Linked DNA regions of Mus musculus: all the other regions are linked to region 2. Evidence: chromatin contacts called from public Hi-C and promoter capture Hi-C data. All regions are on one chromosome and are shown on one strand. Each heading gives the region's core, a stretch centred on a gene start, on an enhancer-like site or on the middle of the called end of the contact. The rest is flanking DNA. Distances are from core to core; before and after follow the strand shown.

Region 1 (2,700 bases), core at 66-2,565, 2.1 Mb after region 2:
TAGAGGCCTTCAGGACCCATCTCAGAAGAGGCACTTGCAGTCAGGCGTTCCTTCTATGGAACTGCTCTCTGGAGCTGCAGATCTCTTATATAAATATTTCTGTAGCATTGGGCGCTTTTTCTCTCGGGTACTGACCCCATGCTGCTAACCCCCAGGCTTGAGGCCAGTTTCTGAGAGGAGCAGGAGATGGGGGCTGGACAGCTGTTGGCACTGGCCCTTTAGTGCCTTTCAGGAACAGGTGTGTCAAGGGAGATGGGAGGGTCCTAGGACAATATAATCTGGGGCCCTTATTCCTTGTTGAACTCACCACCGTGTTTTAGGATGGGGAGGTGTTGTTCGTTCCAGATTCCATTGAACTTTAACTGCAAAGGGATAAGGAAGGCATCTTGGACGCCCAGTGCTAAGCAGCTTAGCACAGGATGTCCAAACATCAAGGTGGAGATAAAGCATGAGAGGCTGTGTTGACGCTAGCAGTCATTGTACTGGAACTCTGCACTTTCCCAGGCCACCTAAGTCGGACACAGCCAGGGACCAGTGAGAAGGGTGACCGTGGAACGTCTAGACTCGGGTTCCTGCTGGGAATCGAGAGCGCAATCTGTCCAGCAAGGCACTAGTCCTTGGGGAGTTCCCTTAGGGAGCCCCGAACTCCCTTCTACAGAGGCTGCGGGCGCGACGCCATCATCGTTTAAGGTCAAGCGTTCCGGAAGTCATGGCTAAGAGTGCCTGGCCTCAATCCTCCTGATGCCTATAGCCGAGACCAAACAGCTCCCAGGAGTGGAGCCCTAGGGACAGGACACGCGCAACGCTGCCAGGGCGCCACATTTAAACTCCTGCCCCAGGATTCCCCCCAAACTTGACTTCAGCTGCTCCTGCCCACGGTCCTAGACCTAACTCCAGGATGGAGCTGGTTCCCCGTGCAGCTTTCCTTTCCCACAAGACCCGTACCTCCTCTACTATTGAAATGCAAATTCTGGCCAAATGTCGCAGAGGGCGGCTACACACAAAGCCTGATCCTTCCGCAGCGCCAGCTCAAACTTTTGGTCTCTGTAAACTTTCGAACAAGAAGTAGTTCCTAGATGCCCATTCCATACACCCCTCCATTCCTCCTTGTCTTGCGAACCATAAGATCCTTAGATCCTGGCTCGGGACGCGCTCCCTAGCCCGGACAGGCGCAGAACCCACCAAAGCGCTGGGAGGGACAGGGTCCACAAGGGGGTAAGGGTTCGCAGGAACCAGGGGCGGAGCCCGCTGGGATGGGGCGGGGCAGGGGCGGGCCCCCATAGGGGCGGAGCGCCCGCCCGCTCAGAGCCTCACTAGTGCCTCTGCCGCGGGAGGGAGCGCAGGGGCGTGGGGCGCAGGGCGCGGGCGCTGGGCGCGGGTGCGAGCGCAGTGAAGGAACGAGCCCGGGTGCCTTGTAGGGCCCAGCGCCGCTGAGAGCCCAGCGCCGCCCACCCGCCAGGAAAGAGGGCATCAGAGGGTGGACGCCTGCGGGACCGCCGGTGGTGTGCGTCAACGTCCGATCCCCGCCGGCCACCCCAAGAGGCCGCCGCCCGGGCTGCGGGCAGCTGGCGAGCAGGCATGCCACGGCTCCTGACGCCCTTGCTCTGCCTAACGCTGCTGCCCGCGCTCGCCGCAAGAGGTAGGCTCCCGCGAGCCCGCAACTTCGGGCGCCTTTCAGAAACTTCTGTTGCGCCCTGCGCACGCTTTGGGTAGATAGGAGTAAGGGACCAGCTGCCAGAGTTGAGAGCCAGAGCGGGTGGACGGGACCGTGGGACCTGGTGTCCTGGCGTGTGAGGAGGACCCTTCTCTTTCCAGGGGTACCCACTTTTCTCATAGCGCCCAAAGACGCTGGAAGTGTGGTATGGGGCCCCGGAGGCCCAACCCTGGCTCGCACTTGGGTAGACGCTCCTGGGGCTCGCCGCGGGGGCGGACATGCTGCTTGCGCCTCTACTTTTCGATTTGAATCGAATCGGTTTTGGTTTCCTGTTGCTTCTTGGGACCATTTATTTTCATTCTTCTTTGCCTCCGGCCCGTGCTAGGGCGGATGTTGGGGTGCAGTGTGAGGTCAGGGGCGCTATACTCTCGTTGCTTACTTAGAGCGGGGCAGAGACGATGTGCCCTGGACTCCTAGTATGGGGTTTTGGGATCGCTGTCCCCTAGCCGGAATCAAACTTTCGAAGAGGGGCGATGTGCAGGCGGCTTGCTGCCTAGGGTGGGCGTGGGACTGACTCATTTCGGAAGTTTGAAAATCCTGTGCTGATTGGAACGGGAGCCGGAGAGGGGAGCCCTTATTTCCCTTCCGGCTTCACAGAACGGGGTACTCCTGTTGTAGTAACCAACTGCACTCTTCTCCCAGTAATCGAAGGAGAGAACTGCCTGCCCTTTCCTTAAAAGTGGGGTTTTATGTGACGCTCGAGCTCAGCCCTACATCGAGGCTTAATTTTTAGAGCTCTTTAAGATGGCGTGGGAGGGGCTTGATTAATAATAGCCCCTTCCCGAGAACGGGGTGGAATTCCTTCTAAGTGGGGTTTCTAAGACCCCCTCCCTGGGTGCGGCGGGGGCTGCCCCTGGAGATGCCTGCGAACAGGTATTGGGTGTCGGAGTAGGCGGGGCAGGTCTCCGGGTGCGGCCCCGCTGCCCCAGGAGGCGGCCCTGGCGCGACAATGGGCCGCTCTGATTCCCGGGCCGGCGCTTTGTTGG
Region 2 (2,700 bases), core at 172-2,671:
AAGTGAAGTGCTAATTCCATATTCGTTTTCTTAAGTAAGGATTTCAGCCTTTTTTTTTTCAGTGAATACCACCGGTTTTATGGAAAAATACAAAATACTTTGTAACCAAATTTGGATTACCAAATACACCGTGCTGTAAGAAACAAAAGCTTAAGACATACAAACCAAATGCACCCTGTTCAAAATCTCTCACCACACACACACACACACACACACACACACACACACATATCCCTACCTTGGCCAAATGATTAACTACACTCACTTAATAATAGGCCACCTTTAATCAAATAACAGACAAATGGAACCAGTCGGACTTCAATTCCAGTGCTGTCTCAGAATAGGGGGGTGTGACCTTGGGCAAATTATTCCACTCTCTCCAGGCCTCAGTTTCTTCATTTAGAAAGGCTGCAGACTGCTTCTCCTTTGTCCAGAACCAAAGACAGGATGGCTACCAAGCACTTTCAATAGTGCTCGGTCACACAGGCACCCCCTATTCCCCCTCTCCAAAAAACAAAAAACAAAAAAAAAACAAAAAAAAAAACAAAAAAAAACGATAGTTGCGATTACTGGCCGACCACACTCCACGCCATCCCCACGTCTCTCTCATTCCAAATCCAACACGCGAGAAGCCAAACTCTTCTAACCCACAACACAAAGAAAGTGCTTGGGTTCTAAAAAAGGTGTCTGGGACCGCAGGCAGTGGGTCCTCCAGGTCCTCAAATGAATGAATGAGCGTTCAGCAGTGGCTGGGCAGGTAGCTGTCGCTAACGAGCACCTCTGCCGACTTGGAGGTAACTGTCTTCCAGCATCAATTAAACACCCACAAGTACACCCAGAGCCAAGCACTCGGCCGTGCACACTCTCCCCGAGACGGCGGGCGCCGGGCAGCCTCCAGTGCCCACAGGCGGCCTTCATTCATTCTCCACCCCCAGCCCCGGCGGCTGCAGTAGAGGCTCGAGCCGCGACCCCACCCCCGGGTCCCCGTGCCGGGCCCGGGGTCTCTGACCTGCGCGGCGCACCCCCGCGGGAGCCTGTCACCGCAGCAAGCGAGGGGGGCGGGTTAGCGGGGCCACCTCGGGCCCGGAGCTGCAGCCAGCCATGCCATCGGACGGAGCAGGCCCGCCTCAGCTCCCCGGGGCCCCAGCAGCCCAAGCCGAGCCCTGCCGGAGCCAGCGCGCGATGAGGGCGAGGAAGAAGCTCCCCGAACCCCCTTCCCCGGACCCCCGACTCGGCTAACGCGCTCCGCAGCGCCCCACAGCGTGAGGTCACGCTGCCAGAGCTGCCCCGAAAAGCCCACAAGGAAAAGAAGGGGAAACACCCCCCGTACTCACCCACCGTCTCCTCCCCCTCAGCTGTTTACCTCACAGTCCCTCCAGCCTACAGGGCGCCGCCATCTTGGACGCGCAGCACCTCCCCCTGGCGTGAAGCGTCTCGAGCGGCGGGGGCCTCCGCTATGAAAAAGAGTCCCTATTCGGGTCTCTACTACGCTCCGAGCCTAATGCCAGATGGCCAGAGTCTCAGCCTCTCCAGACAGGACAGGATATACCACTTATGACGATACAAGCTGGCCGAGATAAATAAAACCGAAAGAGATTTTAATGTGGAGGCGGGGACGGCGGAAGGATCGTGAAGGTGGGAGCCCACTGAGAGATCTTGTGACTCTGAAGGAGGCCGAAAGAAGTCCCGGCGCAGAGGGCGGAGCCACGAGACCGGCCGAGGGGTGGGGTGGGGAGGGGCGGCCACGTGATGGTGACAGGAGGCGCGCGCTCGGAACAAGCACAGTCAAAAACAAGCTGGCAGGGCTAGGCTCAGTGGAGAGCGCTGGCCCTTTCGAGCCAGGTCCCTCTGTCTTTGGCACACCTGCCACCTTTGGGGTCTCCCTGTAGGCGTTCCTATTTCCAAATGAGCCTCTGGGATCCCCTTGGATGGACAGCCTGTCAATTGCAGCAAAAAGGATGGGGCTTTCCCCCACCACCACTTTTTCCTTTGCAGAAGAGTCTGTGGAGTGACATGTAGAGGCCAGCCTTAGTCAGAGGATGCAGTTTATGTTGTAAAGTCAGAATACCTTGATTTACTTGCATGCCATGACAAGGTGTCAAGTCTTTTCAAACCTTGCCGGCTGTGGTGCAAAGCTTTTTAGAGGGATATCAGAATGTATATAGTTTTCATTTGCTGTTATTTTCCTTATTTGTATTATTTTTTTAATTAATTATGTATTTATTAAGGTTTTCCAAGACAAAGTTTCTCTTTATGCTTTGCCCATCCTGGAACTTGCTCTGTAGCCCAGGCTGGCCTGGAAGTCAAGAGAGTCTTCTGCCTCTGCCTAGCTTTAAAGGTGCTAGCTTTAAAGGTGTTCACCGCCGCAGCTGCCCCAGCAGCCGCCGCCACAACCACCACCACCACCTGGCATTGTGTATTTTTTGTTTTGGTTTGTTGTTGCTGTATTTTGTTGTTTTTTGGTTTGGGTTGGAGTTTGGGGTTTTATTATACTTAAACTTATATAATAAGACCCAGTGAAAGATGATAAGCGGAAGCTAGAGAAATGGCCTTGCCGTTAAGAGCATTTGTTGCTCTTACAGAGGACCAGGGTTAGGTTCCCAGAACCCAAATGGCAGCAGCTCCCAACTACCTATAACTCCAGTTCGAGGAGATGGCGCCCTCGCCTGGCCTTCTTGGGAACTAGGACTTCTCTCCTAA
Region 3 (2,700 bases), core at 153-2,652, 2.6 Mb after region 2:
CTCTGAGGGGTATCTCTGTGTTCACATAGAAGCCTGGAGGTTTTGGAGGAGAGGATCTGTTGTCTCCAGCTCCAAAGGGACCTCATACACACATTGCAAAGATCACTGTCTCCACAATTCCTTCTGCTCACTTCACTCTTGGGAATCCTGGAGAGCCAGATCAAGCATATGGAAGGGACTTGTCCCGTGTCCCTCTGGGTACTTCTTTCAGTATATCCAGTGGTAGGATGCTGAATGGGCTATGTGGAAATACTTGCAAACATTCTTATTATGCCCTAGGTGGCACCATGACAGGCTTCCAAGAGAAAGAGGACATTAGGCCTCTGAAGACTGGGGCTTAGTAGCCTAGGCTTTGGACAAAGAGCAAGGGGTTTGTTGGGGAGAGGCCTGGGGAACTTGAAGACCAGCTGGAGGGGCCTCAGACCCACTCCTCACAACCCTTATTGCTTAGTTCTGTACCATCTGCCAAGACACAGATCTGTGGCAAGAGCTCATGGATCTTGTCAAAGATGACTATGAACTTGAACTGTTCCTCCTACCTCCACACCACCATTCCTGGATCACTAATAATTATGATATTATTTATTTTTTATTTGTTTTTTTTTAGCTTAAAAAGATTTATTTTGTAAGTATTGTGCTTACATATATGTATCAACAGTGTGTCTGATCTTCAAGATAATTCTGAAGCACCATTGTGGGTTCTGAGAAACACAGGATCCTCAGCAAGAGTAGAAAGTAATCCTAACCACCGAGCCAGGGCCCCCCATCCCGTATGTGTGAGTGTGTGCGCGCATGCGTGTGTGTGTGTGTGTGTGTGTGTGTGTGTGTGTGTGTGTGTGTGTGTACGCACGCGCATTTGTATGTGTTTTATGCAGGCTTGTATTCCAGAGTGGTTCTGAACTCATTATGTAGTCAAGGATGACCTGTTTGACCTTCTGGTTCTGCCTAAACGTTCAGGATTATAAACCTGTGCCAGGCGTATGCTGCGCCGAGGAGCAAACCCAGGGCTTTGTGCATGGCATACAAGCACTTACAACTGTGACACATTTCTAGTGCCCTGACCCAGACGTATTATCTTGTGTACTTGACTCCGGAGCCCTTTTCAATTCCAACAGACCAGCAAATCAGGTAACAAGGCTGGGAGGTGCTGAAGGAATGAGGTATATGGAGAACTACAACTCCCGGTATGCATCTGACCCACCTCACACATTAATTTTTGGTAAGGGGGCCGTGAGCCTGCCTGGGAACGACAACTCCCGGCGTGCCTTGGTGCACTTTACCTATTTCCGGCGCGGTGCGGGCGGGGGGTGCGGGGGGTGGGGTGGGCAACAGCAGAATGCCTGCCAAAAAAAAACCACATTTCCCGGCATACCCACGGGCGCTCATTACGCACTTCCGGCGCGGCTGCGACCGCGCGCTCCGGGCGGCTACGGCGACACGGGCAGTGGCAGCAAGGGTACAGCTCCTGCCCCTTCAGTGACGGGCGGCGGAGCTGACAGGAGCCGGGGCGGGGCGGCGGCGGCCAGCGAAGGAGCGCACGGCGGCCCGGCCCCGCCCCTGGTCCTCCCGCCAGCCTCAGTGACCTTCACTGGTTCGGGCGGCGGGTGCAGGCCCGGGCGGCGGCGCGATGTTCGTGCAGGAGGAGAAGATCTTCGCGGGCAAGGTGCTTCGGCTGCACATCTGCGCAGCCGACGGCGCCGAGTGGCTGGAGGAGGCGACCGAGGACACATCGGTGGAGAAGCTCAAGGAGAGTTGCCTCAAACATGTAAGGCCGAGCTCCTTACGACCCAGTTCCACCTCTGCCTCCGTTCTGAAAACCAGAAACCTAGACTTATGTCCCAGACTCCGCCCCAGTCCCCAGCCTTCTGGTTGCCCCGACACTCCTATCTCTACCTAGACGCCAGATTTTCGCTTCTTCCTGGACCGGTCCCCAGTCCCTGCCGTGCAGCCCGCTGCTCCCAGCCTTCGCTCCTCCGGGCCTGGGCAGCGCCTTCCGCTCCTCCAATCACAAACCTAGTGCTCAGAGAAGAGCATCTGGCCCCCGCTGTTGAGCGAGCTTTATTTAATTTCTGCAACGTGCTAGGGAGGTGAAGGCGAGAGTGAACAGAGACTGGGAGAGGCAAAGGCAAGGGATCATGGTTTTCTAGCCTTGGGGCTTGCCTGCTGTTGGGATGAGCTTTTAGTTTCCTCCAGAAGCTGGAAGTAACTAGATCCCATTATAAGAGGACTGGCTCCTTGCCTGAGGAGCCAGCTGCTAGGAGCCCATGGCCGGGACTTGACACTTAGCAGTAGTCACTTAAAATAGTGTCACTGTGGGACAAGTTCCTTGGCTTCTACTTTCTATTGGGGCAACAGTTGATTGAGTGGGAAGGTCCAGGATGACTGTCTCCTGCCAGCAAGTGGCATTTGTTAAGTTTACTTACATTCAGTGAACGTTGTACTATAGTTAGCCTTTTAGTTTTAGTTAAGTCTTGGAATTAGTTCTTGAAGCCTTCCTGGCTCTAACTGCTCCCAGTTGAAGATGAAACAGATGTCTGTTAGACACTGGTAGCCTATGGAAGCACCATGCCAGACAAGATTAGTGCCAGATAGCTTTTTAGAGGGGACTCTTCGGAAAGTTAGGGATCTACAGCAGTAGGTTGTGTTAAAGTTCAGCATTGTGTTTCCTCTAAAGGCAGTCTTCAAGTTACTATAGCAGCT
Region 4 (2,700 bases), core at 171-2,670, 2.3 Mb before region 2:
TGTTTTTTATGATTATGATGTCTTCTGGACTTCCCACCTCATGGCTAAATCCCCACTTCCTCCCTCTCTCCTGTTCTGTCACTGGCTGATCAGCCCTTTATTGACCAATCTGAATAATTAGGAAGCAATGTTTACACAACATTGATGACAGGCAGTTCTCAAAATAAGGATAGCAACCATATATGAGGGCATAGCAATCAGCATGTGAATAATACAAGGATAATCCTTATACAGTGCACAATAACATTATTCCTACAGTTCCCTAAGGAAGAAACTGGGTAAGAAACTATGGGCTTTATTTAATAATATTGCTCATGGGGCTGGAGAGATGGCTCAGTGGTTAAGAGCACTGACTGCTCTTCCAGAGGTCCTGAGTTCAATTCCCAGCAACCACATGGTGGCTCACAACCATCTGTAGTGGAAATCTGATGCCCTCTTCTGGTGTGTCTGAAGTCAGTATACTCACATACATAAATAAATAAAATCTTTAAAAAAAAATACTGGTCATGGGTTTTTAACAAGTATGAGATGCAGATCCCTCTTTTTTTTTTTTTTGAGATGTCAGACTCTCACTGTAGCCCTGACTGCACCTGGAATTCCTTGTATAGGACAGGGTGGCCTCCAACTCAGATATCCAAGACAATCACCTGTCTCTACTTCCCAGAGTGCTGGGATTAAAGGTGTGTGCTACAATACCCAGCCCTCAAATGTCAGTTTTGTTCTGTTTTGTTTTGTTTTGTTTTAACGACAAGATCCAATATGCAGCTTTGACCTGCTTGAAACTTTGTAGACTGGCCCCAACTCATACAGAGTGTTGGGGTTAAGGGTGCACACCACCCACCGCACCTGTCAGATTTAATGATAGGGACGCACGTTGGGGGGGGGTCATGTGGGAACCCACTATATTATCCTCTCATTTTTAAAAATTTATTCATTTACATGTTAATTTATGCATGTGTGTAAGCCCACATGAGTTTATGAGCACCACATGCACGCAGGTGCCTGCGTCATTTCTTTTTTAATACTTATTTATTTCATGTATGTCAGTACACTGTCGCTGTCTTCAGACACACCAGAAGAGGGCACCAGATCCCATTACAGATGGTTGTGAGCTACCATGTGGTTACTGGGAATTGAACTCAGAACCTCTGGGAGAGCAGTCAGTGCTCTTAACCGCTGAGCCATCTCTCCGCCCATCATTAAAAAAAAATGGTTCTAAAACACTGTTACTTGATGGGGATAGGGCAGCAGTCATCATCACCTGATTCCTATAATCTCAATATTATTCCTGTAACATCAAGGTTCAGAAGCAGAAGGGACTTTGCCCTTAACAAAGATGGTAGCCACTAGCGTCGGTAGACTGCCTGCCCCGGACAAAGAGGGCGGCCCCGCCAGCAGGAACCGGAAATACGAGTCTGGGCGGTGCGCGGGGTACGGTGGGCGCTGGGCGGGCGCTGGGCGCGCAAGGTGCGCGGGTCCGGTTATGAAGCTTGGCCGGGCCGCTCTGGCCCTGCTGCTGCTGGCGCCGTGCGTGGTTCGTGCGGTGGAGCCCATCAGCCTGAGTCTGGCCCTGGCCGGCGTACTCACCACCTATATCTCCTACCCTCGTCTCTACTGCCTCTTCGCCGAGTGCTGCGGCCAGATGCGGAGCCTCAGCCGGGAGGGTAGGCGGGCACCAGGCGTCCGGGATGCTGCGGCAGGGGGATGGCGCCGCTGCCAGGCCAGACTTTGGCCGGAGGCCTGAGAGATGAGTGGTCGGGGCCCGGGGTAGGGTGTCAGCCCTGCGCGGAGCTCTCCGGGGCGGCCTCACGGCACCTCTTCCGCTTGGCTTTGGGGCCAACCCCGAGGAAGGGCAGAGTTCGCAGCACCAGGGTCCCTCAGCGCTCTCCAAACCAGGCTCCGCGGGCCCTGACGTCCTGGAAATGGGGCTGCCTTTTGCCAGCTTGTTTCTCTCCTGACCAGAGTGATCTTTCCTTTCTCAGCGCTGCAGAAAGATCTGGATAACAAGCTCTTTGGACAGCATCTTGCAAAAAAAGTCATCCTAAACGCCGTGTCTGGTTTCCTAAGCAACCCGAAGCCCAAGAAGCCCCTTACCCTCTCTCTGCACGGGTGGACGGGCACCGGCAAAAACTTCGCCAGCAAGATCATCGCGGAGAATATTTACGAGGGCGGACTGAACAGTGACTATGTACACCTGTTTGTGGCCACGCTACACTTCCCCCACGCCTCTAACATCACACAGTATAAGGCAAGAGCATTAAGTTGACCGCCTTCGCGGATGACCCGGAATTGGGGTTTCTCTGTTGTGGGGTGGGATGTGGGAATTCCACGTCAGTGAGTGAGCCACAACATGGCTCTCTGTATGTCAGTTCCTCTTTAAAAGGTGTGCACAGAAGTGGTCATATCCCTTGGAGGAATGACAGCTGAAGCTAGGCTACCGTGTTTTAAAGGGGACTGTCAAGAGCTGGGGGTAGCTCGGCATAGAGCACTTGCCCAGAATGTGGGAAGTTCTGTATTATGTCTCTCCACCCCAACTCCCACAACTCCCGCTGTGGCGAGGGTGCACTGGGGGATAGATATGTAAGTTACAAAGGGTTTGAGATACATAGAGCAGTTAGACCACCAAAGTTTTATGAGTGGCCTCTGTGACACTCATAAAGTGACTCGGTAAGGTGACAACTTGGCTGGGAAGTGGGGACA
Region 5 (2,700 bases), core at 152-2,651, 2.3 Mb after region 2:
CCCAGGTAAAGGCCTGGACAATTAAAGGTCAAAGGATGTCAGAGAAGAAACTAGTATGGAATGCTTTCTGTCCCCAACATCAGGCATGCTGTGGATTTTCAGAGAGACTCTAAGAGACTCTGACCAAGGATGAGGAGGACATGATGAGGAGGACAGATGGACATGAAATACCTTGAGGTCTGGCAGTCACAGATACCACCATGTTTTTCCAGCGTAAGCAGGATTTCGTCTTTGCTGTCAAATCGAGCAGTGGACTATAAAAATAATTAAGCTTAAGTAAATAACCCAAAATCCATTAAGTGTACATTTGCTTTCAAACACACAAAATCATGTCAGAAGTCTTTTGTGAGCACCAACTTCATATTCAGATCCTTAACTAATACAAGTTCTTAAAAAGGAAAACTGAAAACTTATAAAAATTACAAATTAGACACTGACCGAAAATGCCAATTTTTCCAAAAAATGAGCTATTCCACTAAGATATTTCGCTTCATATCGTGATCCTGAATTAATAAGAACTGGTAATAAAAAGAAAATGGACAGGTTAAGCCAAATATTCAAAACATTTAATCAACAGAAAGTTTTCAAAACAATGGCCAATAGAACTTACTTCCTACGGTACAGAATTGTCCAAACTTATTTTGAGATGCCACACGAAGCCCATTGTCCAGAGTGGTAACTTTGGTTTCAAACTTTTCCTGTCCATCAACTGTTGCAAAAATAGGCTTGGGTACTCCAGGCAAGGGAGAAGAGAGGGGGATGTTGGGGTAGGTGGCACCACTGCTGAACCGTCTGTGTGCAGGAGATCCAAACCTACAGCAGAGCAGCAAAATATTTAGTCTTATTTTATGTCACGGATGTATGTTCATCACAGGCATGCCCGTTGTCCATGGAGGTCAGAAGAGGGCTTTGGATCCCCTGGATAGTGGAGTTATAGATAGATGGTTGTGAGCCACCAAATGGGCGCTGGTAGCCAAACCCAGGGGAAGCAGTCAGTAGGCCTAACTACTGAGCCATCTCTTCGACCCCGGTCTTTGGGGCTTCACTGTCCACTCTGATCAGCAGGCTGCGTGAGAAACGAGTTCCTGTGCATATGGGCCTGGGCAAGCCCGGCCCCTCAGGGCTTCGCTTTGGTCTAAAGGCTCCAGCCGAGGGACTCTGCCGACCACTCCCAACCAGGTTCCAGTCCCCAGCTCCTTCTCCAGGCCCAAGGCGCCTGTGCTCTGATCCAGAGGCCCATTCTTCTCTTCCAGTTCCCCCCGGTACCAACTCCCCCGAGTCCTCCCTTCCTCGCACCGAGACAGGCCTCGGCTCACCTGGGCCGCGCGCACAGCACCGCAGATCCCCGAAGCAGCCGCGCAGCCGCCCACACTGCCGTCGCCATCGCGCCGCCGCGCTTCTGCGGTCACTTCCGCTTCCGACCCCGCCCCGCGGCGTTCGGCGCTGGCTTCCGGCCCGCCGAGCCGGATGAGGCAGGGGCCGGCGACTGCCTTGCGGGCCATGGGGCCGCGGCCGGGTTAGGGCGCGGCGATGTCGGGCTACGCGCGGCGGCAGGGCGCGCCCCCTCTATCGCGGACGCGGAGCCTTGTGGTTCCCGACGGTGAGCGGCGCGCGGCTGGGGCAGGGCCGGGGGGCGCGGGCGGCGGCGGCCCGCGGTGAAGCCGCTCTCGTTGTCGCTTACAGCTCCTGCGTTCTATGAGCGCCGGTCTTGTCTCCCCCAGCTAGACTGTGAGCGCCCCCATGGCGGGGACCTGCACCCCCATCTCTTCGGCTTTCGGCCGACGTTTATGTGCTATGTGCCCAGCCCGGTGCTGGCTTCGGTAGGAGACACAGGTGAGAGTCGGTCGGGGCGCCGGCCACAGTGCGGAGCTGGGCAGCGCGGGGAGCCCTCCCCACAGCCCGCCCGCCCGCCTCAAGGCAGGAAGGTAGTGCCTGGTGGAGCTCGGAGGCCACTTAAGCCCACCGGCTTGGGCAAGGCCAGGGGCTGGACCTAGCGGGTCTGCGTTCCACCTGCAGCTGCTCTTAGAGCGCGCAGGGATGTGTAGTTTACCGCATCCAGCCTCAGAAGACAGCTTTCTAGTCCCAGACTCAGTGGGAGTCAGGCGTCTGCGGTCTTCACCTCCCTGGACAAACGCTGCAGTCATAAGGCTTGCTGTGATCACGGTGAGCTGACCATGTCTTTTTGCAGGTTTTGGCTATGGAAAGGGGAAATGTACTAACCAAGGTCCTTCGGGAGCCCCTGAGACGCGCTTTGGAGGTAGAGTAGCTCAGTGGGTCTTCTTTCCCTCTTAGACTCAGTGCCTGGCAGGGGTCTGGCCATGGGCTTTCAGGATGACAGGGTTTAAGGGGTATATACCTGGAGCCCAAAAGAGCAGTGGAGCCGGGCAGTGGTGGCGCACGCCTTTAATCCCAGCACTTGGGAGGCAGAGGTAGGCGGATTTCTGAGTTCGAGGTCAGCCTGGTCTACAGAGTGAGTTCCAGGACAGCCAGGGCTACACAGAGAAACCCTGTCTTGAAAAACCAAGAAAAAGAAAAAAGCGACATAAGATGTAGGTGTTATGAGACCCACATAAGCAACTGAGTCTGATAGGTGTGGAGGTAGAGGCTGGTCAACTAGGGTAGTTGGAGAGAAGGTCAGAGGAAGGGATGGCATAGAGCAGTTCCTGAGATGCACTGTGGCATCTCAGCAGCTTTGAATCG
Region 6 (2,700 bases), core at 52-2,551, 2.3 Mb after region 2:
CTTGCACTAACCCAGGCCCCCGATGCCCTGAGCTCTCCACTGAGGCTGCCCCCACACCACCCATGGGAACCACTAGACACAAAAATGTTGCCAAGCTAAAAGGGACATGGACTGGGGCATGCATTCGCAAATAATCATGGGGACCTGGAGTCTTTCCTAGCCATCTGTCCTTGTGTTTGGTGACAGTCAGCTTGGGCGGTATGGGTGACTGATGGTAGGAGCCCTGTTGATGTAGCAGTCAAGGGCTCAGCCTGTTTCTGTGAAATGCAGTCCCCACTGGACTCATGCAAAGGTCCCAGCCCGTAAGGCTGACCTAGGCTAATGCTAGTTGGGCTGTTTGCAGAGGGAGGTGGCCATACCAGATGGGGCCCCCATAAGCACAGATCTTCCTTTCAGGTGTACTGGCAGACAGGGAGAGCCCAGAGCAGCCCTTTATGGCTCTGAACAAGGAGCATCTTTCACTGACCCATGTAAGGCTGATTGGGGTTCCCAAGAGCCCTGGTTACTACATGGCTGATCCTGGGGAGGAGGGTGACGCCACTGGACAGCTGGGGATCACAAGGTCTTTGGTAGTGTATGGGTAGGATGTAACATTTGGATAGTGGGGTGGTTGGACAGGGGAGGGGACAATGTAAGGACACCCATACTGCTGTTCACTGCAAAGAAGTCTTCCACTCACCTGGCTACAAAGGGGTTGTCACCCCACGCTCAGTCATCTCGGAGTCCAGCAGACCCCACGGCCAGCTAGCTATGCTCCACACCTGCTGGAGTCCCAGGGCTGCCGTGGTAAGGCCACGGTGTCCAGCTGCCCGCCCCGTTGTCCAGCTGCCGGCCCCGTTCCTTCTCTAGGGCATGGGGCCCAGCAGCAGCGAGCCCCCGGAGAAGGAGCGGCGGCGCCTCAAGGAGAGCTTCGAGAACTACCGCAGGTGTGGGGCGGCGGGCAGGACGGCTGGCGGGTGGGACACCTGTGCCTACCTGCTCACACTGCGGGCCCCACAGGAAGCGGGCGCTCCGCAAGATGCAGAACAGCTGGCGGCAGGGAGAAGGGGATCGCGGGAATACGACAGGCAGCGACAACACCGACACCGAGGGCTCCTAGCGAACCGCGCCGAGGCTGAGCATCTGTGGAATTGTGAAAGGATGCTGCGGTTTTTTTTTTTTTTTTTTTTTTTTTACTGTATTAGAATTAGAAAATGCAACTAAATAAAATAATCACCGAGCTGAGCCTGTTGGTTGGATATGCAAGCGGGGCGACACCAGGGGGCAACAGAAAGCAGTGCACCGGTGGCGGATGGAAGCCGAAGAGGGCCGCTTCCGGCCGCTGCGCCCGTTACCAAAATGGTCGACGCAGCTTCACGGGGCGGTGCAAGAAAAGGTGGCTAAGGATTCGCAGGCGGGATGTTGCGGACAGCGCTGAGCCGCATGCCGACACTACTTCGTAGTGTGCGGACCCGGGATTCCGGACCGCGGCGGCTTTGGGATTTGGGGGCTCGCCTAAAGACCGCGGAGAGACTTCGGGGCTGGGCCTGGGGCTGGGCCTCGGGCTGGCGGAGCTCGAGCTCCGCGCCGGGATCAGGGCGTGCGGCGGCGCTGGGGCGCGTGGAAGCGGACCACTATCAACTCGTCTACACCTGCAAGGTGGGCGCTGTCGGCAACACCTGGTGCTGGCTGGTTTCCTGTTGGTGTAGGGTCCTGGCAGAAACGTGGAAGTATCCTTCGGACCAGGGAGGAGGCGGAGTCTTTACAAATGGCTGGGTGGGAATGAGGCACAGGGCCTTCTAGGTTGGGTTATCAGGAGACAGGCGTCTAGAAATGACGCCGTCGCCTAGGTGGGATCATCAGAGAAAGGGTTGAGGCTGTCCCTCGGGATGGAGTTAGACCTTGGGAGAGACTTTCCTGTGTATGCCTTGCCTGACCACCTCTCTAACCCAGCTAGGTCTGTGGGACTCGGTCATCCAAGCGCATCTCAAAGTTGGCCTATCACCAGGGCGTGGTCATCGTGACTTGCCCTGGTTGCCAGAACCACCACATCATCGCAGACAACCTAAGCTGGTTCTCTGACCTGAAGGGGAAGAGGTGAGGCCAGCTGGGAGGGGTAGGAGACAGTAAGATTGTGGCCCTGTGTGAGCCTGGATCCATTGCCTGGATCTCTCTACCTGGACAGCCCAGCTTCCACGTGGACCTGGAAGCAGTTGAATTTGAACTTCAGATGAACCATGAATGGCCCCAAATATGGCAAACTAGTTCTATGGCTCTACCTCTGTCACTGCCTGACCTCTGATCTCGCCAGGGGCCTTATCAATCTCTAGTGGAGGCTTTTTGTCCTCTGCCAACTCAGGGCAGATGGAAGGGTATGTGTCAGATTATGGACTGGGGCAGCCTTCAGTGGTGTTCCCACTTTTGGGAGAGCAGTGGGGAGGGCCAGGAGTCAGTTTGGAGGCTGTGCCTGATGCCTTCTTAATGTTCTATGAGGAGGGATCAGTGGCAGGAGTAAGGGCAGAGCCACAGAGGAGATAGCCTGTGATAAGTGTGCAGGCCTTGGGTCTCTAGGGTTCGCCTCTTAGACCTGGACTGCAGAGAAATCTCAGCTCTGATATGTAGGGACAAGACTGAAATGCAGGGATGGGTGTTACCTGGTGAGAGGCAGGGCCACGGCCCTTGGTGGTACACTGTACGAGAGAGATGGCTTCTGAGGACTTG
Region 7 (2,700 bases), core at 25-2,524, 2.7 Mb after region 2:
CTCGATTAGAAACAGGGTGGCTCTGAAGTCACTGAGATGCACTTGCCTCTGCCTCCCAAGTGCTGGGTTCAAGATACTTGCCACATGAGGCCACTATCCATTTTTTGTTTGTTTTGTTTTTTGAGACAGGGTCTCATCTCCAGTAGCTGAAGCCGGCCTTGAATTTCATCTAGATCCTCCTGCCTCCAGTCTCCCCACTGCAGGGATTACAATCATGGGATACCATGCCCAGGCTCATCCGCGGCTCTTTCTGACTACATCATACATGCACTTGGACTTGAGGGACAGCTACCTGTACAACATCCACTCTACACACTGCCTTCTTCATACATAGGGCGGCTCTGGCAATGACAGAAGTTAAACACCTTGAAGTTTGCAGATGATGGTTAGTAAGGTCACCCACGCCCGGGCCGGAGGGTTCCTGAGCCTTCCCAGGGGCTGGTGCGCACACAGTCCGCTCTTCAGTGACATCTTTCTCCTTCCGCACCCAGTTTTCAAAAATATACTATTGCTCCTTTCAAGCACTAAAATGCAGGTCACACGCGACGATGGTCCTAGGCTGGCATCCATTTCCCTTAGATGCCAAAACTGGTTGAGAGATCTGATAGTGCCCACCGAGGAGGAGGAGGAGGCGGAGCTCGCGGTTGCTCCGGACTCCCGAGAGCTGCGGGGATTGTTTCTCTGGGCTAATCTCAGGCGCAGTTCTCGAGCCGCACACACTCTGCGACGCCCACTTTCTGCCAGTCCGGGCGGAGACGTCTTGGCATCTCAGTCCACAGATGCAGCACCGGTGCAGACTCTAAGGGCGCTCAGTTCTCAGAGAGCTGGCCTTGCCAGAGGTAGAGGCGAACGTCTCTGCACACAGGACTGAGGCTCAATCAAGGCCAGAGATTAGTCTCTCAAGTTGCTAGGAAACAGGCTAGCCCTCAGAAGAGAATACTGCGCCTGCGCGGGATCCGGACAGGGGCGTGTCCACTGTGCCGGGGGGTGGGCGGGGAGGGGCCGGATGGACTAGCGTGTATGCAGCCTTGAGGACGAAGTAGAGGCGGGGCCGAGGGTGTGTCCATAGCTACTAAGGACACGGACTGGGCTAGGTTAGAGGGGCGTGCCTACTCTGCAGGACCAGGGCTGGGGGCGGGGCTGAGGGTGTACCCAGAGCATCTGAAGAAGGGGACAGGTACGGAGCCTTCAGGAGGAGGGCGGGGCGAGCGGGCGGTGTTACGGGCGGTGCCTACTGCGCTTGCGGAGAAAGGTGGGGCTGCGGGGGGCGGTAAGTGCGCCTGCGTGACGCGGCGGCGGCGCGTTAGCTCCCACCCGTTGGCCGCCGCCTCAGCTGCCGCTTCTCCTGGGCCGCGCACGCGCCTCCGCCACCGCCCCCGGCCCGTGCTCGCACCGCGCTTGCCCCGCGCCTGCCCCGCGCCTTCCTCGGCCGGCGCTTGCCCGCCGCCGCCTGCCCGGCCCGCTCGGCGCCTTCTCGGCCTCGGCTCGGCGCCCGCAGCATGCAGCAGCCTGGGTGGCGGCGGCGGCCGTGAAGTAAGGGCCGTGCGCCCGGGCGGGCGGCGCGGGAGGGCGGCGGCGTCTTTGTTGCGGCCGGGCTGCCGCGGCCTTTGTCTGCAGATGGTGGACGCGGGCGGTCGCTGTGCCGCCGAAGGCTGGAGGAGGATGGAGGCGCCCCCGGAGGGCGCCGACCTGGTGCCGCTGGACCGCTACGACGCGGCGCGGGCCAAGATCGCCGCCAACCTGCAGTGGATCTGTGCGAAGGCCTATGGCCTAGGTGGGCGGGCGCGGCGGGGTCCGGGGTCGGGGGATGGGATTACAGGGAGACGGACGGGGAATGAATCCGGTTCCAGGATGGTACTAGAGGGGAGCCGACGGGGAACGCACTGGTTTCGGATGCGACCGGGAGGTGTCGGACGGGTATAGGAGCCGGGGTATGGGACCAGAACTGGGGTCGGACTACGACGGGGGATGGGACCAGAGGGGAACGCGACGGCCGCAGAATGGGACCAGAGGGAGACCGACGGAAACGACCAGGTATGAGACCAGAGGGGTCAGAAAAGGGACTGACATGCTGGGGGATGAGAGCAGAGAGTTTCGGACGTTGGACAGACGGGGCAGGTTGGGACCAGAGGGGATCTGACGGGTCTTGGGGGGATGAGACGCACGGGAGGAGGTTGTAAGGTCTAGGGACAAGGAATGGAGACAGAGCCAAGATTGAGAATGAGGCCGGTGACAGGGCCAAGGCGCGCCTTCGCGTGGTGTCAGTTCAAGTCTTGCTGTTCTGGCGGCGGCCCAGGTGAGCGAGCGCTGAGGTAGCCCAGGGTCGGTCCAGGCATGGGACTGTGTTCGCGTGTCATCCATGCTCTCTGAGTCTCGGTGGGTGGAGGGTGCCTATCATGTGCAGTGTTATTCTCTGGCAATTGGACTGGTCCTCTAAGTCCAAGAAAGACTCTTACCTAAATAACCACTGCTTAGCTGTTCCTTACTGCATCAGGGTGACTAGAAGGCTGGATAGTTTGAGACTTAGTCTCAAACTAGAGTTCCAGCCAATCTGGTTTATATATTATGAAATTTGGTACTTAACAGAACAGAAGTTATTGGATACTCCAAAGATACATTATGTGTAATACAGATTGTATAGAAACCATCATCTCCTTTGGTTAATTCCTGTTGTAAAGAGCAAGGTAACCTTGTTTATGA

Evidence for each region. Promoter capture Hi-C pulls out the DNA fragments that hold promoters and counts their contacts. Hi-C and Micro-C count contacts between places; a contact is called where the count stands out from the background.
Region 1: a promoter capture Hi-C map of embryonic stem cells shows a contact between it and region 2, with 2.8 times the contacts expected there. The contact joins the promoter of Notch1 here to the promoter of Tsc1 in region 2. A contact is called at or near these places in 2 of 39 promoter capture datasets (embryonic stem cells and pre-B cells).
Region 3: a promoter capture Hi-C map of pre-B cells shows a contact between it and region 2, with 3 times the contacts expected there. The contact joins the promoter of Ubac1 here to the promoter of Tsc1 in region 2. A contact is called at or near these places in 5 of 39 promoter capture datasets (erythroid cells, hippocampal neurons, liver and 1 more) and 1 of 9 other capture datasets (liver).
Region 4: a promoter capture Hi-C map of pre-B cells shows a contact between it and region 2, with 2.7 times the contacts expected there. The contact joins the promoter of Tor1a here to the promoter of Tsc1 in region 2.
Region 5: a promoter capture Hi-C map of pre-B cells shows a contact between it and region 2, with 2.9 times the contacts expected there. The contact joins the promoter of Pmpca here to the promoter of Tsc1 in region 2. A contact is called at or near these places in 4 of 39 promoter capture datasets (liver, neutrophils and pre-B cells) and 1 of 9 other capture datasets (adipose tissue).
Region 6: a Hi-C map of CD4 T cells shows a contact between it and region 2, with 8 times the contacts expected there. The contact joins the promoter of Dnlz here to the promoter of Tsc1 in region 2. A contact is called at or near these places in 1 of 39 promoter capture datasets (pre-B cells) and 1 of 484 Hi-C or Micro-C datasets (CD4 T cells).
Region 7: a contact with region 2 is called in a promoter capture Hi-C map of pre-B cells, with 2.9 times the contacts expected there. The contact joins the promoter of Camsap1 here to the promoter of Tsc1 in region 2. A contact is called at or near these places in 2 of 39 promoter capture datasets (liver and pre-B cells) and 1 of 9 other capture datasets (liver).

What each region holds. Positions count from the first base shown.
Region 1 is chr2:26,502,437-26,505,136 of GRCm38.p6, reverse strand. It overlaps Notch1 (notch 1), which reads left to right and starts at 1,315. Exons shown (of 34, transcript NM_008714.3): 1 at 1,315-1,639. The coding sequence starts at 1,579. It overlaps Gm35978 (predicted gene, 35978), which reads right to left and starts at 1,210. Exons shown (of 2, transcript NR_132655.1): 1 at 308-1,210.
Region 2 is chr2:28,639,954-28,642,653 of GRCm38.p6, reverse strand. Tsc1 (TSC complex subunit 1) reads right to left here and starts at 1,421. Exons shown (of 23, transcript NM_022887.4): 1 at 1,364-1,421.
Region 3 is chr2:26,020,462-26,023,161 of GRCm38.p6, reverse strand. Ubac1 (ubiquitin associated domain containing 1) reads left to right here and starts at 1,402. Exons shown (of 10, transcript NM_133835.2): 1 at 1,402-1,765. The coding sequence starts at 1,628.
Region 4 is chr2:30,966,638-30,969,337 of GRCm38.p6, reverse strand. It overlaps Tor1a (torsin family 1, member A (torsin A)), which reads left to right and starts at 1,420. Exons shown (of 5, transcript NM_144884.2): 1 at 1,420-1,664; 2 at 1,983-2,248. The coding sequence starts at 1,484.
Region 5 is chr2:26,388,049-26,390,748 of GRCm38.p6, reverse strand. Pmpca (peptidase (mitochondrial processing) alpha) reads right to left here and starts at 1,401. Exons shown (of 13, transcript NM_173180.3): 1 at 1,317-1,401; 2 at 611-813; 3 at 439-518; 4 at 172-254. The coding sequence starts at 1,384. It overlaps Entr1 (endosome associated trafficking regulator 1), which reads left to right and starts at 1,433. Exons shown (of 10, transcript NM_026563.3): 1 at 1,433-1,600; 2 at 1,684-1,833; 3 at 2,189-2,257. The coding sequence starts at 1,531.
Region 6 is chr2:26,350,711-26,353,410 of GRCm38.p6, reverse strand. It overlaps Dnlz (DNL-type zinc finger), which reads left to right and starts at 1,301. Exons shown (of 3, transcript NM_026828.3): 1 at 1,301-1,638; 2 at 1,937-2,076. The coding sequence starts at 1,399. Card9 (caspase recruitment domain family, member 9) reads left to right here. Exons shown (of 13, transcript NM_001037747.3): 11 at 397-470; 12 at 850-926; 13 at 1,000-1,224. The coding sequence ends at 1,099.
Region 7 is chr2:25,981,856-25,984,555 of GRCm38.p6, reverse strand. It overlaps Camsap1 (calmodulin regulated spectrin-associated protein 1), which reads left to right and starts at 1,274. Exons shown (of 18, transcript NM_001372499.1): 1 at 1,274-1,774. The coding sequence starts at 1,618.